Linked DNA regions of Gossypium hirsutum: region 1 is linked to region 2. A link is a contact called in public Hi-C data. All regions are on one chromosome and are shown on one strand. Each heading gives the region's core, a stretch centred on a gene start, on an enhancer-like site or on the middle of the called end of the contact. The rest is flanking DNA. Distances are from core to core; before and after follow the strand shown. Region 1 holds the start of LOC107897604 (shikimate kinase 1, chloroplastic). Region 2 holds the start of LOC107897660 (protein HEAT INTOLERANT 4).

Region 1 (2,921 bases), core at 373-2,872, 520 kb after region 2:
AACCTCTAGTGACTTATTCTGCAAATTTTATTCACATAATGTAAGATACAGCAGCAGAACAAATCTCAGATGCAGCACAAGTTAGCTTCTCTTTCCAGTGTTTGAGGCCTTAACTAAAAACTAAAATATCACTGGAAATAGATGCCAAAACACTAAATGGAAGAGATTAAAAAAAAAAAGGAGGTATCTAATCACCATATCATACTTTATAAACCAAAGATTAAAATAATTACAGGGAATTTTATCATACCTTTAACATTAAAGCTTCATCAAAAGGTGCATGAATGCTTCCAGTTTCCATTGTTGAAGCTGCGAAATAACATTTTAAAACATAACATCATAGGGATCAATCATATGTGTGATAAAATTTTAAATTCTCAAGAACAATTTAGCCACCTAGGGTCTGAGTAGTACTGCTCTCACTTTGGATAATCTCAACATGAACAAAACATGCTAGTTTCATCCTATGGTAAAACAACATGAAATTCAACCAAGATTAAATGGTACAACTTAGCAGAAAAGTGAGAACATGAAAGGAGACTGACATTTGACAGAAGGCATAGACAAAATGATTTCTGATCTATGCTCCAAGTATTACAAATGGTTATATTAGGAAATTTAATAAAACCCCGCGTCATATCCGCACATCAAAAAACAATGGAATTTACTATCAGGTCAATAGTAAATTTATAGTGTTATGTGCAAAAGTAGCCAAAGTTTCTTTCCTGTCTATTTTCCTTTAAAACGTTGCTATTCTTTTATTCCAATTTTACCTTAAATTTTCGCAATCCAACATATCATTAAAAAGATTGGAAAGAGAGAGGACTTTAATAAATGAATCAATTGTACAAAAATGATAAACGAAATTACAACAGTCATAAAATTGGCATATCAATTTTGTTTCACCTGAAAAGTTCGTATAGGAAGAGCAGGAAACCTCCAAAGAGACTGATCTATGTCGATTGGAAGATGTCTGAACCGGAAAGCGGGCCGAAACAACCACCCGGGTCTTGTGTTCTTGCTTTGCTATCCGACCGAACCGCAAAGAACCAGTCGATTTTCTCCCAAACCTTTCCGACTCAATCCATGTCGGATAATTCCACTTGCATGCAACTCCTGCCTCCATTTTCAGCTTCCAACCGCCCCCGATTCAATAAAATTTTCAAAAATAAAAATTCTCAGTTTTTCTTTTATTAATTAATTCAAGAGAAATTTATGCAGAAATTAGTTAATAATAAAGCTAATGAAACTTTAACAACAGAAATTTCAAGCAAAACTTATGAACTTACCTCAATTAATTAATAAAGATAAAATGAAATTCGTGAAGGGATATTGCTCTCTGACTTTGTATTAAAGCAGAGAAGGCTCGTTTATCATAATCTATTACTGTAATATCTTTAGAAATGCAGTTTGCTCTTTCTGGCAGGAATCATTTTAAAGCGGCGACTGGAGTATGGAAACTGTATACAAATTTTATATATACCTCTATTATATTTAAACAGTGAAACAATGATGACGTGGAAGCAAGGGCATTCCCACCAACCAATTCCCCCCGGCAAGGAGGGGTTGGTAGCAAGCATTCAGAGGAAGAAGGTGAGGTGAGGGGTTGCTTTCGTGCGCTCATTCTTGTGGTAGTTGTTATTCACTCTCCTGCTGCCACGTTTTTAATTTCATAAATTACTGTTTTTGTGGTCAGAAATCTACAAATAAATAATACAATTTATTTTAATCAATATTACATAAAAAAATGTTTCTATGTTTTTTTACTTAAATAACAATCAAAATAAAAAAAATTATCACCATTTTACTAAGGCTTCGTTTGGGGCGGCGGTGCGGTGCGTTTAGCTTACTTTTTATCTCATGCTACAGTATCGCTACAGTATCTAATCTCACTGCCACCGCTGTTTTTACACTAACCGCAGGTAAACGCACCACCCATCTAAACTCACCCTAAGAAAGGCATTTTCCTATTTTATTTACAAAAATAGGTCATTTTATTTATTATTTATCGGAATGGGTTAAAAATACAAAAGCACGTCTACGTAAAAGTGTTTTAAGGGAAAATTCCAGCAAAACGCGTCCTTTAGGGAGCGCTTTTGCCATGTCAGGAAAACGCGTCCTCCCTTATGGGCGTGTTTTAGCCTGTGTTTTTTACCCCTAACGGTCATCCAAACAATCATTTAAAATTTTGATCGTTGGGGGTCCAACAGTAAAAAAAAACTATAAAACCCCTTCCTATTTTTTTACACAAACATTTCTTCCAAAATTCTCAAAAAAGCTCTCCAATTTCTCCTTAAATTTCTCAAAGCTCGCTTTACTTAACTATTTCCTTTAATTTTTTTCTAAATTAGTATTCTTTTTTTTTATAATTTCTAAGATATTTGATCGTGTTAGCAATAGCCAGGGAATTAATTCATCTAGATCATAAACATATCTCCGTCGAACAAATGAAAACAGTAAGGGTTAATTTCAATTTTTGAATATTATTTAATATTTTTTCATTTATGTAATTTTAATTAATTTTTTTATAATTTTTTATAATAGTCTGTAAATCGGATGTTACATGTTATATTCGTAATATGTCTGGTCCTCCATCACCGTTGATAGAAAATTACTTGAGAAAAGTGGGTTTTCGGCACGTGGCCAATATAGACCGGGGGCACAAGTTGGATTCGAAACTCATCAACGCGTTCATAGAGAGGTGGAGTGTAACAGCACGATTTTAGGGCTAGTCAGAACAGTGGTTTCGGGACCACAAATCCGACGTAGAAAGATTCATTTTTATTATATTTTTATTTTATTATATTTTTATGGTCTATAGTTTTATGGAACTATTCTATGAAAATCTTGTTAAAAAATTTTGACATTTGGGCACTCAATTTAGCCAAAAGGACTAAATTATAAAAAGTGAAAAAGTTGAG
Region 2 (3,088 bases), core at 141-2,640:
CAATTTTACCTGTTCGCTTGCAGATGCCGCTTTAATTTTATATCTATTTATTTTCACAATTTTTGTACTCTAAATGTTTGCATGTTTAGAGGTGGTCAGACGCGATGAAGGAGTCGTGAGAACAGATGGTGGAGAATGTCATGAACCGCGTGAAGGAGCCCACGACCAAGACACCATTTGATGATCCATTTTGTTTATTTAAGGTCATTCGATGTGACAGGATTGACCTATTTCTTAGAGAGACTAAAGCCCATCTACTCAGTCTAGAGAATATGTAAACACTCTAGTAATTTATATTTTACCAAGACGAATATTTTGTAATCCTGAAGGATAATAATGTACTCTCATCTTGTAGATAAGTTTTTAATCTTGACCGCTAATCTAATTTAAATTGTACCGCTAAATCTGAGAGGCTTCAACTATAAATCAAGTCACCCCATTTATTTGTAATCAGTTGATTCTTAAGTAATAAAATATTTTTGAGAATATTTACTCAAACACTAGGGAGGATTTGAAGCAAAAGAATCGCCTAAGGCCATGTGGTTTGCCAGACTAAAGTTTTAGCCTCGTAACATTCAGACTCAGATTTTTACGGATTAAACTTTATCGAACACGAATTCTATTAGAGTCAAATTTTTTAGACTTGAATATGTTCTGATCTCAAACTTTCTCGTACTTATATCATTAAGAGTTGAAATGGATTAATGGAAATGACAATAAAATGAAAATACGTGAAAACATTATCCCGAACCTTTCCCATCATCATATAGCATTTCATAACCTAATTAATACATACATTCATTGAATCTGGAAATGGTAGTACAATAAATACACAAAGAAGACGGGGAAATAATAGTTATAAATCATTTTTAAAGATGAAGAAACGGAAACTCTAAATCTTTAAATCAAGAAACTATATCGTCGAGGGTGATTTGTTTTGGTTAATTAATGATGCATGTACTAATGATATATTTAATATTATCTTATAATGATTTAATCAAATAATCATTTACAATAAACCACTCTATTTAGTTTATTTTTTAATTCAGCTAATCTGACTTGAAAGTTTTGTTGGATTGGATTTTTAAGTGATGTCTCCCCTAGTAGGGCCGAACAAAATTGAAAAATAGAAAATTTATTTAAATTGTAGTGTCTGGTTTGAGTTTTCTAATATTACTATTATTTGAAATGAACCGAATTATATATTTGATTTAATTTATAATTTTATTATATAAATTAAAAAAATAAAAAACCAATAAATAAATTAGGCTCAATTACCTTTAATATTCGACTTAGATGTAGTTTCCTTTATATTCTTTCAATTTTACCCATTGGGCAAAACTTTTGAAAACGTTTCAAAAAGGCCCGTGAATTTCAATACCCGCGCCTGCCCCCTCAAAACGACAAAAAGGGAAAAAAAAGACCTAAAAATTGGCGTTGGATTGACGCTCAGAAAACGCCCTGGCAGCAGCGCCCATATATTCAATTTTGTCCAAATACTATACTATAGATTTTGAATCCGGATCCACCGCCATCCCCCATAATTACACACTCACCCCTTTTTCTTTCTCCCTCTCTCGGCTCAGCTTTGCCGTTGCCGTTGCCGTTGCCGTTGCCGTTGCTGGTGCTTTTCTTCTTTTTCCCTTTAATAACCAAATGAGGAAGGGAGCTAAGAGAAAAGCCGCTTCTCATGAGCAAGAGGAGAAGCAAGTAAAGGCTTCGTCTTCTTCGCAAGAGAATCTCAACAACAACAACCGTAAACCTGCTCCCAAAGCTAAGCTTGCTAAGACCTCCAAGCCTCAGCCCGAGCCTGAGTATTTCGAAGATAAGCGTAACTTGGTATTATTATTTTTCTCTACATTTCCCTCCAAGTTTTACATTTGTTGTTTTGGATTGCCTTTAGGGGTTTTCTTTTATGACTTCACTGTTTTGGTTTATTGAATATCTGGATAGATACGAGGTTAAAACATTAGGTTTTAAGGTTAATTTCTTGGCGCTATTGACTTTTTTTTCCTAATTAAATTTGAGCTTTTAATTCTGGATACCACCGCGGTTAAATTTAAAATTTTATTATATAAGCTTTCGCATTCTTATGTGAAGTGTAGAGTTTAATGGATTCGAGGTTGGAACTTAAATGTTATTTATTTAGATAATTAAATGGGTGAAGTTTTGCTTTGTTAAATTTGTTTTGATGAAAATTGTCGATTTGTGTTGCGCAGGAAGATTTATGGAAAGCTGCATTCCCTGTTGGAACAGAGGTTGGAATTTTGAATTTCGATTTGAATGTTGAATATTTGGTAGTGTTTTTTAAATGAATTTAAGTTCTGTTGCTTATATCGTTTTCCTTTTGTTGTTTGGAAGTGGGATCAACTGGACTCTGTTTACCAATTCAACTGGAACTTTTCGAATTTAGAAGTGAGTTGCAAGAACTTTTTTGCCTTAACTCTTTTCTAATTTTAGCTGCTACTTTGCTACTTTTGTTTTCCCTGTATCATGTGAAACTTGGTGTAGAGCTAACTGAATATTTTACTGTTCTTTTTCTGGTCAGGATGCATTTGAAGAGGGGGGGAAACTATATGGAAAGAAAGTTTATCTCTTTGGTTGTACAGAGCGTAAGTAGCCACGGTCCTCGTACTTTATACATTTCTATGGACACTTTGCGGGTACTTGTGGTGATATTTTTTTTTTTAAATGCTGTTGCATGCTTTACCTCTTGTATTGTTATTTAACTTTACTGTGCTGAAAAGTAAGAATGCTTGTCCTAGGTTCTTAATTTGACCTTAGTTCTCATAAGTTTCTTTCTTGCATCATGTAGTTTCAATTTCTCTGACCTGTCTTTTTGTTCAACAATTACATACTTAATTTTAATTGTTTTCTATTTGTGCAGCTCAATTGGTCCCTTACAAAGGAGAAAACAAAGTCATTTGTATACCTGTGATTGTGGCTGTAAGTTGTCAAACATTGTTAAGAAGTGATTTTAATGCTTGTCACGCTAAATTGATTCAAGGGATTTTTCTTTCTTCATCATGTGATTAGTGGGCAGAGTGATAATAGCATCTTTAACCATCTTTTATGTTAAAGGCTTATT

The links. A called contact is a pair of places that touch in the nucleus more often than the background predicts.
Region 1: a Hi-C map of leaf shows a contact between it and region 2, with 2.1 times the contacts expected there. The contact joins the promoter of LOC107897604 here to the promoter of LOC107897660 in region 2. A contact is called at or near these places in 2 of 34 Hi-C or Micro-C datasets (both in leaf).

The regions. Positions count from the first base shown.
Region 1 is chrA11:38,749,669-38,752,589 of Gossypium_hirsutum_v2.1, forward strand. It overlaps LOC107897604 (shikimate kinase 1, chloroplastic), which reads right to left and starts at 1,623. Exons shown (of 12, transcript XM_016823123.2): 1 at 1,290-1,623; 2 at 907-1,132; 3 at 251-309; 4 at 1-18. The coding sequence starts at 1,126.
Region 2 is chrA11:38,230,887-38,233,974 of Gossypium_hirsutum_v2.1, forward strand. LOC107897660 (protein HEAT INTOLERANT 4) reads left to right here and starts at 1,391. Exons shown (of 14, transcript XM_016823177.2): 1 at 1,391-1,839; 2 at 2,220-2,258; 3 at 2,362-2,415; 4 at 2,549-2,612; 5 at 2,888-2,946. The coding sequence starts at 1,657.